3 separate regions of the Mus musculus genome follow, and regions 1 and 3 are each linked to region 2. A link is a contact called in public targeted proximity ligation data. All regions are on one chromosome and are shown on one strand. The core of a region is the stretch at or near the end of the contact, and the rest is flanking DNA. Distances in the headings are between cores, read along the strand shown.

Evidence for each region.
Region 1: a targeted proximity ligation map of embryonic stem cells shows a contact between it and region 2, with 14 read pairs. A contact is called at or near these places in 1 of 484 Hi-C or Micro-C datasets (centroblasts), 5 of 130 datasets of targeted methods (CD8 T cells, embryonic stem cells, fetal liver and 1 more) and 3 of 9 other capture datasets (adipose tissue, liver and pancreatic islet).
Region 3: a targeted proximity ligation map of embryonic stem cells shows a contact between it and region 2, with 6 read pairs. A contact is called at or near these places in 4 of 484 Hi-C or Micro-C datasets (B cells, CD4 T cells, CD8 T cells and 1 more), 9 of 130 datasets of targeted methods (the 230-238 cell line, CD8 T cells, bone marrow-derived macrophages and 4 more) and 3 of 9 other capture datasets (adipose tissue, liver and pancreatic islet).

What each region holds. Positions count from the first base shown.
Region 1 is chr19:32,240,740-32,244,729 of GRCm38.p6, reverse strand. The region is part of intron 4 of Sgms1 (sphingomyelin synthase 1); the gene reads left to right. Among named protein-coding and RNA genes, the nearest start is that of Asah2, 140 kb to the right of the region's middle.
Region 2 is chr19:32,155,695-32,159,475 of GRCm38.p6, reverse strand. All of the region lies in intron 6 of Sgms1 (sphingomyelin synthase 1), which reads left to right. Among named protein-coding and RNA genes, the nearest start is that of Asah2, 54 kb to the right of the region's middle.
Region 3 is chr19:32,270,153-32,273,980 of GRCm38.p6, reverse strand. The region is part of intron 3 of Sgms1 (sphingomyelin synthase 1); the gene reads left to right. Among named protein-coding and RNA genes, the nearest start is that of Sgms1, 120 kb to the left of the region's middle.

The sequences.
Region 1 (3,990 bases), core at 1,085-3,584, 85 kb before region 2:
GGCAAATTGCTTGCCGTGAAGTCTTGTGCTTGTATTATTCTCTTCTAGGAATTTTAGTTTCAATTCTTACTTTTTACAACTCAAATCCATTTTGACTTAATTTTTGTAAATGGTAGAAGGTAAGAATCCAGACATTCTGTAGATTTTTAGGCTGGCTGCTATTTTGGAATCCTGTCCCTTAGTCCTGATGGAACCCTTGCTGGCTGTACCTCAGCTCCTCAATCTCTATTGTCACTCTGTCCTACCAGCACACACAGCACAATGCCCCTGGTGTCCCTTGTCTTCTGTGGGAAGGCTTCTGGGGTTCCTGACTGTATGGATTGTCATTATCATGATGCACTATTATTTTAAAGGAGACCTGGAGAAGAGGGGTCAGCTGTAATGGCCACCTACAATCTCAAAGTATGGCTTTGAAAAGTCACATTTGAAAGTCTTAAAAGAGCTACTCCAGAAATAATTTTCAAATCCATTTTTCTCTGTTGATTTTATTTACTTATTTTGTAATTCATCTTGTGGTGCTGGGAACTGAGCCCCAGGAACTTAGCCGTGCCCAGCAAGTCCTCCGCCCTGCAGCTCCATCTCCCAGCCTGTCCGCTTCTTTTTGGCACCCCTGACAGGTGACTGGTGCACTAGTACCCAGAGTAAACACTAGCAGTTTTACTCTCCAAATAGTATTTCATTTTCAAGGTAAGCTGAGACTTTTGTCATATGAAGCAAGGTGAGGCTTGGTGGAAATTTGAATGTATTATTTCCGTCTTGTTGAGATAAATCCATGGGGCTTTGGATTTATAGGTCGTCTGTTGTTTTTATTAAGAGGTGGTATGGTTTATATTACGTAAATGTAGATCTCTGCATTAACCTGAAGCTTTAACCGAATACTTTTACAGTGGCAAGAGGGGTCTAGGGTTTAACATTTTTGTCTCAGTATAGTTAGTTGGGACAGCTGCTTTTTTGCACCTCTGGTTTTAGTTATTGCAGGTGGAACATGATTTCTTTTCTCTTTTTCTTTCTTTCCTTTTTCCTTTCTTTCTTTGTATTGCCTTTGCTGCCCTGGAACTTGTTATGCTCAGCAAGCTGGTCGTGAACTTATAGAAATCTGCCTGTCTCTTTCCCACAAGTACTGGGAGTAAAGGTTTGCTCCACCATGATGGGCCAAACGTGATCTCTTAAAAGATGTTACAACTATCCAAAGTGGAGCATCTTTGTCCTTTGAGCTGTCTCTTCTCAGTACGCGTGGGTGTGATTGGGCAGTTGAGCGCACGCATGCCTGGCATCTGTGATGCTCTAGATTCCGTCCCTGGCACCCAGAGGGGAGGGGGAGTTAAGCCTGTTGTCATGTTCAGTAGACTGGTTATTTCAGTGCAAGGTTCAGGAATGGCGTCTTGATAATTTGTGATTGAGGCTTAGAATGGCCTTGCGTTTCACCATCGGCTTTAGATGAACCTCAAAAAGATTTAGAGCCTTATGGATTATAAAATGGGAGGGAAAGAGGAAGAGAGAAGCTGAGTGTTTAGTTACTTTTCTGTAGCTCTGGCTGTGCAGACCGGGACTAAGGCAACTTATAAAAGAAAGCATTTGATTGGGGGCTTGCTTACAGTTTGTGGAAACATGTGTAGGTAGGCAGCCCTGCCTGCTGAAACAGTAGCTGAGAGCTTACTTTTTTCTTCTCCTTCTTCAAGTTGGAGACAGAGATGGGCCTGGCCTGGGCTTTTGAAACCTCAAAGTTCACCCCTGTGACATAGCTCCAGCAAGGCCACACCTCCTAATCCTTCCTAAAGCAGTTCTGCCAACTAGGGACCTGACATTGAGTTTGTGGGAGCCATTCTCATTTAAACTTACCACAAGGGTTAAGGATTTAGTTTTTAATGAAGGAAAATGAATTATATGTGCTTTATGCTAATAAAAATGAAGGAAGTACAAAATCAAAAAGCTGAGACACAAGATGTGAGGTGTGGGGGAGGGGCTACTGCAGCTCTTTTTCAAGTTGTTTACCCTCATAATGCTGCTACTGTTACTGAGCCAGCCTCCTGCACGTGTAAGGTTAGGGTTAGCTTTGGGATTTTATGATGCAGTTTCAAAGTTAGCCTTAAACTGTCTGTCCCTTTGGTCTGAGATCACCTTTGAGTTCATAGGAGTGTACCATATTGTCTGGCTTGGAAACTTAGTACCTGACATGACCCTGGCTGAGAAACCAGCACACATGTAAAAGAGCCAGTTGCTGGATGTGAAACCGTAGCTGTCAGAGGTAACGAGGGAGAGCATGGCCTGAGCCTGCCATGCCTATCTGGATGACCCTGAGTCAGAGACAGGTGCTCAGTGGGCGTGGAGCCAGTCCTTTCCACAGGCCAGACAGTTGTTTTTCCTGGAATGTCACTCCTTAGCTCTGACTCAGCCTCTTTGATGGTCCTTCCGGTTGCCTGAGGGGACAAAAAGGAAAGCAGCAGTGATAAGCTTGACTCTGGCCAGGTGCTCTTGACAGGGAACTTCTGACTGGACACCTCACAGGCAACTTCTCTTGGGACAGAGCAGATGGTGTTGAACCTTGGCCAGTGGGTGCCCTCCAAATAGGCTTCCATTGGCTTTTGTACTTAACATGCTCGTCCCTGAGGCTGCCTCGGACCTGGTGGTAGGTGTGTTACCTGGACTGTACTCCATTGTCTGGAAATGGTACGGTGTGCTGCCTCCTTCTTTTGAGATTGGATTTTAAGACATCTGTTTAATTCTTGTGGAACTATACTTTTAAAATATGTGCTACTCCTATTTCAAACGGTCTTACTTTGTATCATATTAGGATTAAATATTAATACTTTCACCTTTTACTATTTTCATCGCTCTGCTGAGATTATTGTCATGAGAACTTATTTGAAATATACTCTGTTTCTGATGCAGGCTCTGCTGTGGTGGCTGCTGTCATTCTGACCTTGTCCAGCGTAAAGCTAGGGAAGCAGATGCTAGAGAGGAAAGGACGCGGTATTTTCTGGAGGTCTTATGTAGTTCACAAAAGTATCTCAGCAGATGAAGCCTTTTTAATAGAGGTCACATGGGACTGCAGCTTTCGCAAGGCCCCAGGGTGACACCCCAGTACTGTAGAGGTGACCAAATGGGAACAAACCCCAAGCCATCCACCCGGACGCCATGTGTGGACTCAGTGGCTGTCGGATCTCGCCGGAGGAGTTGTCCTGAGGCACTCAGACTTGAATCTTAGGAGCATGACATCCGTACTTTGTTGTCTTTGTTTAAAATGAGGGGACTCGTGATTTTAAAAGTCTTTGTGCTTAGGCTTCAGGCATGTTAAGGAGTTAGTAGTGGCTATCCATCCTGACAAATACTTTAACCATTTTTTCCCCTTCTACCTCCGGTATTGGGAATTGAACCCAGGCCCCTCTTTTATGCCAGTCGAGTACCTGGTCACGAAGCCACATCTTCGGTCCCACTGATAAATATTTAAAATCTTTACTAAAATCCTGGACTTAGGTATGGCAGGCCATTGAAAGGAACCAACCTGAGGCTTGAAGCCGTGGTGAACCTTGCCTGAGATCATGTGGTTAGAGGATGAAGGAGTCCATACTTGATGTTAGCTCTCTGACTTCACAGACTGGTCAACTCTGCCTCACTGGCTACACACAGCAGTGACATTAAGGAGGCAGCCTTACAGAGAATGTCCTTACATTTCACACCCACACAAGGGCATTCTGAAGCTCTGGTGACAGCATTCTCCTTGGAGAAGTGGTGGCTTCTATTGGCCCTGCTGCTTCCTTTTTGGGGGCGGGGGGGGGGGGCGGGGGGGGGCGGCGGCGCGGCATTTCAGATTTAGGTTAGAAGGTATGTCTGCTTGTGAGCTGTGTCCTCAGTGTAGGCTTCTCTGGATGGTGGCTGCAATTGGGTCAGCTTGTTTTTGTACTTGTGTCACATAGCAGGTTGGGACTGGAATTTGACCTCAGCATCCCACAGAGGAGGATGGTTCTACCATTCTTATACAAATTTCAGAAT
Region 2 (3,781 bases), core at 931-3,430:
ACAGGGATCCAGTTATTGGAAATGAAATTTACCAAGTGTTGAAATCAAAGCTTAGGAATTCCCTTTCCTTTCCATTCTGAAGCCACACACCCATGGAACTAATTGAAGCTCCTACAGCTTTGAGAGGATGATGTATTTGTTGCCTGTTCGCTACAAGATTGCTCCAGAATTAAGACCATGAGCAATGCTAGTCTATTTTCAAGCAGTAGGAAAGAAAACACTTAGACATCTTCAGAGAGCTGAGGCTGTTGAGTAACAGAGGGGGAAACACCTACCTAGTCTTGAATGGTGTTTACTCAGGTGAATTGTTGCCAACCTCCCACCCCTGTCAGACCTAGAACCTCATCACTAAGTATTCACAGTTTTTGACATGTTTTAGACAGATATTCTACAATGACTTTGCTTGGGAAAAATTTGATTATCTCATTTAATTTAAGCAGGAAGCATGGTGCAGAATCTATTTGATTCCATCTTACAGGATGTGTGGATAAGTACCTGTATTCACTTTTAGTTGGTTCCACTGTGATTTTCACGTCCCAAGCTCTAAACACAACGGGGACCGCCCAAAGGGAGCTGTTTACTTAGGAACACCTCGTCCCTTCCTTTAATTAACTGCGCTTGTTCATGCTGTCTGGTTGTCTTCCGAGTGGACCACCTTGTGGCATTCCTGGATGGTGTTGGGAATTACAGTTTCTCCCTACCCACTGGATGTAGGAGCATCAGTAGGAGGTACTAGCCACGGCCCAAGCTTGCTGCTCTTGTGCCTTGGACAGTGTCACCAAATCCACAGAGTGAAAAAGGCTATCCCTGGGACTGAGGCACTCATCCCTGGAACTGCCACTCTCTGTGTCACTCTGTGTGTCTGCTACTGATGATGGGGACACTGAGTTTCTCTGTAGTAGACTGAGTTGCCTGAGCCCAAGTATGGCTGGCTATTAAAAGGAGTCATATTCCATCAAGAAAACAAAATGCAGGTGGAGTGTTCCTGTTGAACTTTTCTGAGTGGTTTCCTGGTGTTGGATAAAGTCTCTCAGCTTATGAAGTCATGTGTCTTCAAGCAGAAGGAGTAGGCCCCTGCTGGCTTTGCCAGGGGACCCTCGTCCCTGTGAGAAGTCACTGACATAGCAGCCACGGGTTTACTTGGATCTAGCTTGACAATTTTATAAGTGAAGTAGAAGTTTGAATAGAATTGATGGGCTATGCTACCGTGGAGGTGTTGGAGAAAAAAAAGGAAAAAAAAAAGTTTTGCTGTTGTTGTTGCTGCTGCTGCTTCTTCTGCTACTTTGGTTTTAAGAGAAGCTGGTTTCAGAGAGAGTGATGTTCAGAATTCCTGACATGCATGCTGTTGTTGACTGACACATTTTAGTCCTGTTTTTCCCTTAGGAACATTTTAACATTTCCCCTTTGCCCCGTTAAAGGTCCATTGAAAATATTTCCCACGCTCCTCAAATTATGCTACCTATTTTTTTTTTCCCTTAAAATTTGCTTTATTTTTTGTGAGTTTACTTTCTGGGTTTTCCATCAAAATTTGTACACACAGGCAATTTTACTGCCCCAGAACATAACTCGGTCAGTCAGACTGAGTCCTTCACAGAACTGCGGTGTTTTATCATTTCAGTCTTGCTCTGAGGAAACGTTCAAATCACAGGAAGAGTTCATTTAAAGGTTTTCTTTTTCTAGCAGGGAAATTTTTCACAAAATTGAACTTTCTAACTCTAAACTCTTTAAACTTTCTAATTCGGTATTCTCCTGGTACTTATGGCCAACACCGCGATCATTTATTTACTTATTTATTCAGATTCTCCAGCAGCAGTAAACCAGCTGGGATGTGTTCCGCAAAGCTAACTCAGAGCAGGCCTGGGTCCTTGCTGTGGCTGTGGCTTTTCATTCGAGGGGCCTTAGATGAGCCCTTTCATCTCAGGAGCCTAAGCCTGTCCAGCAAACAGCAGCTTCCCAGGCAAGGCTTCTGCTGCCCTAGAAAACGTTTGAAACTGGCCCTGACTTTGCTGGGTAAGGCACTGTGATGGAATTTGAGTTTATGTATCCTGTTTAGGCCTCTGTAAGGCCCTCACTTCAGCTTTTTCCTTTGGAAGCAGATTGTCGCCCTAAGTGTCCCCAACCATGACTGTGTCCTCTGTCCTCTCCCAGTACTGGTATGTTGCACTCCAGGCATGGGTGGGGCCGGGCAGGGCGGGGCACTGATAGTGTAGGAAGTATAAGGGGAGGAGTATCTTCCCTGGCTCTTATCAGAAAGACAAAACCTTTTGTACTATGACGTTGATACGACAACCCAACACCTACTCGTTTCTAGTTAACTGGCTATGTGACACTTTTTTTCTCTGAACCATTTTGGAAACATGGGTGTTCTCCTTAACTTTCCTTGTGTTTGACTCCTATGAGTTTGGCCCCTCTCTCTGGAGTCCACCAGCCATGAGCCATTTAACTCAGCCCCTCAGAATCAGAGCTGTTTGGCTGGTATTAAGTTCCCAATAAAGCCCAAATTCCCCCCAGATGATTCTGACTTTAAGAATCCCAGAGTCCGTTTCATGCCAGCCTGTTCCTTCTTCCTTCGGACTTTCTATCTTTGGAGAAAAGACAAAGTTGTCAGGAATAATGTACTAATTGGAAAATGAGACCGCTGGTATAATGGCCGATATCCACCAGCACCAAGCCCTTTAGAACCAGGCTTTCAGGGCTCTGGATACCTCGATTCTGAATCTGTGACATTCAGCTCTGTCTTATATTGTATACAGTTGTCCTTCACTGTGAAAGTAGGTTCTGAAGTTTTTGGTTTTTAAAATTGTAAATAATGTTGTCTCCCCATTTAGAATTGGACTTTCAAGCCACTGACTAGGAAAAATTCCCGGGAAATCTCTGCCTTTGTGTCAGACTTCACTGCAAACCAGGTACCCCTTGTTTTAAGAAAGCACCATGACGAGCATTCTGAGCTTGCAGACTGTAGAGCCGAGGCCTGGGACTCTGTGTATGGCTCTCCGCTAACACGGAGGCTCCTGCATGTTCCCTGCGGCCCCACTCTGTGAGGACATTGCCAACCCTTGACAGAGAAGGTGGCGCTGTAGTGTTCAAGTCAGGTTTCCTTACTAGGCTGAGTGTGTAATCTGGGTGCCTCAGACTCTCCTCGACCAAAACCAGATCTGTGAGCTAAGTTTCCTAACGTGGTCTCCGTCTCCACCAGCGTCCCTCAGCCCCATCTCTAGAAACACAGATCAAACTCATTTAGCATTGTCCAGATGACTTCCGTCAGTTCTGTTTGTAGGCATGTCTCTCTTTTCACTTCTAACTGGGGATCCACACTGTGGAATCAGATGAAGCTCAAGGCTCTCCACAATAGAATTTAAGTCTGACCTTAACGCCGTTCCTCCAAGTCTCTGTAAACACCTGAAGCTCACATCACTTTCCATTCTGTCAATTTTATATCTCTCTCCTTTTGAATTTTCTTAAAGGAGAAAAGGACACAATGTCCCTTACTCACTCTTGTATCCCAATGCCTGTGACAGAGCGTGACACACGTAAACATAAACGTAAAATGTGTTCATTTTAACTCCATCCCTTCATTCAACTTGAAGTCAGTGAGCAACCTACTGTCCTCGAGCTGTGCTGGGCCCCGGGAGCACTGAGCAAGTAGAGAGCTCTAGTGAGGTGATGTGTCCGTGCAGAGTGAGGCAGGCAGGCACCAGCTGAGGCTATGACAATAGCCAGTGTAAGGGACCTAGGAAAGGGGAGTCAGCATGAGGGCTCAGAGGGTTGGAAATAGGGCTAA
Region 3 (3,828 bases), core at 866-3,365, 110 kb before region 2:
TCTCCAGCTGCCTTTCCCATTCATTAGCAGTTATGAGCAAGCTAAGCAGCCCTGGATGATGGACGTTCCAAGTGTGAACCACAGTTCCCATTGGATGTTTCCTGCCACGGCCTTTGCAAAGTCAAAGAATCCCAGGGGAGCCATCTGGATTCAGGATTTACCTGCTTTCTCTTTTTTTTCTGTTGTTCTTCTTCACAAATTGGTATAAATACCTAGCCTCCACTTCTTCTTTTGAGCGACTGAACCAGACTTTTAATGAAAACAGAAATCTAGCCTTGCATTTCACAGATTTGGGGGCTAAATTATAACATACCCTAGTTCTGCTAAACTAATTGTTTGTATGGGATGAGCCTCTGGCCTTTTGCTTTGCTCTTTTTTACCTCCTGGGGACAGGTCTGGAGACCAAAGATGTATGAAGATAATATGCACAGAAACAGCATGGGTCTCAGTATGTGGTTCGTGATTTTAAAAAGCTAATGCAGAAATCTTTCTCTGTTGGTACTTTTTACAAGATGGGCAGGATCTGTGCTGGCCAATGAGGCTGTGCGTATAATGGTCACAGTTGGAGTTAGGCATCTGTCTATTTAGATGGCGTGGCTGTCATGTATTAGCTGTTAACTGTTGCACAACTTACCAACCTTTCTTTAAAGTGACTCTTGTCACAACAGTAGTATTGTATAAGAAGACCATTATTTGCTATTGTTTGCATTTATTATAATGTACATAATTGGTGCTCTTATTAAGGGCTGTAGCCTGAGCATGATTGTCTACTAGTGTTCCCCAGACTTGCCTGAGCTTATACCGTTCCTCAGGTGCTTGTTAAAAGCAAAGATTCTCAGGCACCACCCAGATACCCAGACTTGCTTCATCAGATCCCCATGGGAGAGGCCCGGCAGAGCCCTATTACACACCCTGGTTTCAGATATTTTGCATGAATTTTTGGTGTGCGTCCATATTTGGTACTGTGTGTTCCAGTCTTGACCAGAGGAAACATGGCCTCTGGTCAGACTCTTGGCAAAGACTCTTTTTCTCAACATGTGTAACATATTCTCACACTCCAGGTTCTAGCTACAAAGAAGAATGGTATCATGTGTGCAACTTGGCTAGCCTGGCATTCTTTCTCTCTCTTGGTGAAATATCCTAATAACCTGCTCAGCCTCAACATATGTATCAACATGATGAGCCTGTGCACAGTTCTGAGTGTTCCCTCCAGATGTGGGTGGGATGGGAACAGGAAGTGCCATGGCGTGCTCTCACCGTTATCAGTGGAGAGCAGGCTGCAAGCTCTACTTTTTTCAGTGGAGACCTGGGAGCCAGATGCTGCATCTTAACCCAGGGCACAGAGATTAGTGCACTCTGAGCCAGCTCTTCTGGAAAAACAGCGTTTGGCTGTTTTTCACACAAGCCTGCAAATTTTTCTCTCTAGCCCAGTTACTTCCTTGTTAGTGACAAAGAAAGGTGGGTTTGTCACATTTTACTCACAGGACTGGGGTTTTGGGAGACATTGCAAATGGGGTTCCCAGCTTGGGGTTCTCATCTTAGCAAGGGAGTACTCTGCATTCCTGCGGAGATGGGGCGATTTTTTTGCCTCCACCTTATTCTGTGAGGATTTAAAGTGATTGATCTTGATGCTTCTGTCCCCCTCCCTCCCTAAGGTCGTGGTTTTACATGAATAGAACTTGACTTGAGATTCGGACGTGGGTTAACCTTGCCTTTCTGTTCTCATTCTCCTCATGCCATAAGGCAGCTTGATGAGTGCTGAGAATCTTATTTCAGTGTCAGGTTCATTTTCTGACCTGTGAACAAGTTTATCCAGGTTTGTGGCGATTGATATAACAGAGGAGTTTGTGTATTCTGTGGCGCCCCTTAGAAAAAGCCTGTGAGGCACCCTTGACAGTAGCATCTGAAGACTGAAAGAGAAAGTGGTTTTGCCCTAGCCCCATGGCATTCTTAGTGAAAAACGCTGATCCACACAGTTGTACAGAGAATTTTAAAAATATCATGGCAGGGATGAGCAGTTGACGAGGGACATGGCTACTCATCATAGCTTGGAGAGAATGCAGTCAGCTTGCTCTTGGTTTCTTTTGCCTTGTGGGTAGATGGAAATCACCAGGCACTCCTTGCGTCTATCCCGCTCTCAGCCTTTAAGCGCTTAGCAGTGGAATGAGCCCAGGCCTGTAGCTTCCTTTACTTCTCTTGCTGTTCTGTTTTGCAATGTCTTTTCTCATTTGTGGATCTTTCCATTGCAGGAGAGACTGGAGGTAGCTGCTCATGTCATTGGTTTACTGACTGTAAGCTTATGCAGGTTAAGTGTTTTTGATTTGCCGTATCTACAGACTGTTTATGTCTAGTGAGCAGCCTCGTGGGAGGAGGGCATTCTAAAGACGCGATGAGGGCTTGGCCAATGATATGTTGATGTAATGAGGAAGCAATGCCTACTCCAGACATTTCCAAATTGCCAGTATCATGTGGAGGGGAGGTTCAGTTACCACCCACAAAGGAAGCCTTCTGCTCAAACAGGTGGAAAAACTCCAACCCTTTCTCTCTCCACCCAGTCCATATACATAACAAAACACAACACAAATGGACTGTGAAACAAGACAGCCAATTTTGTTAAATACCTGTATTCAAAACTATAATTGTGTATGTTATTATATATAATTATCTAGCAAGTAATCCTAAGCCCCCCAAAATTTTAATGATACCATGTATCTTGCCACGTTACTGTATTTTTCATTTCTATAAAAACATACATTTTAATTCAGCATTATAGTTTGTGCACATTTATGTATGTATGCGTGTACATGTACATGTGTATGTTCATGTATATACGTTTGTGTACATATGTGCTACTGTGTGCATGTAGAGGTCAAAGGACAACCTTTGGCGGTCAGTTCTCCTTCCATTGTGGGTTCTGGCATTGACGAACTTCAAAGAGGATTTTTTTGTTTGTTTGTTTTGTTTTGCTTTGTTTTAATCTGTTGGCCTTCTCAGAGGCTCTTAACAAATTTTCTAACCTCTTTGAAAGTGAGGCTTCAATCTCACACCTTCTAGAAATGTCTGAGGCACCTAACAAGACAAAGTATCTTATAAGGACTTAGAAACAGTATACTGATGGGACTTAAAGTATCACTCAGTAGTTTGATCTAAGTGCTAGACTGCAGTGCTACACTCGGTTTTTCACATTTAAAAAGATGTTTTGTGCTGGGCGGTGGTGGCGCACACCTTTAATCCCAGCATTTGGGAGGCAGTGGCAGGCAGATTTCTGAGTTCAAAACTAGCCTGGTCTACAAAGTGAGTTCCAGGACAACCAGGGCTATACAGAGAAACCCTGTCTCGAAAAACAAAACAATAACAACAACAACAACAAAAACCAACAAAAACCGATGTTTTGTTTTGTTTTTCTGTGTGTGTGCAAGTGCGTGTGTCATAGCATGTGTGTAGAAGTCAAAGGACAACATTTGGGAATCAGTTCTCACTTTCCACCTTCTTTGAGACGCAGTCTGTCTCATTTCTGCAACTGCACTGGGGGTTCTGGGCTAGCTGACCTGAGACCTTCCAGCCTCTTTTCTGTCTCGGCCTCCCTTCTCACTATAGTGATGCTGGGATTATAGATGTGTGCTACCATGTCTAGCTTCTTTCATGAGTTCCAAGGATCAGACTTAGAGGAGCACGGTTAGAGGCCTTTATCCATCTTCCAGGCTGGAGAGTTCAAATTTTGTCTGTATTCATGGTGATTATTTACAGACTGCTTTTCTCAAAAATTGCCTGTCAATTTTTCTTGGTCTCTATATGAGTCATATAGAGTTACAATTACAAATGGATGTT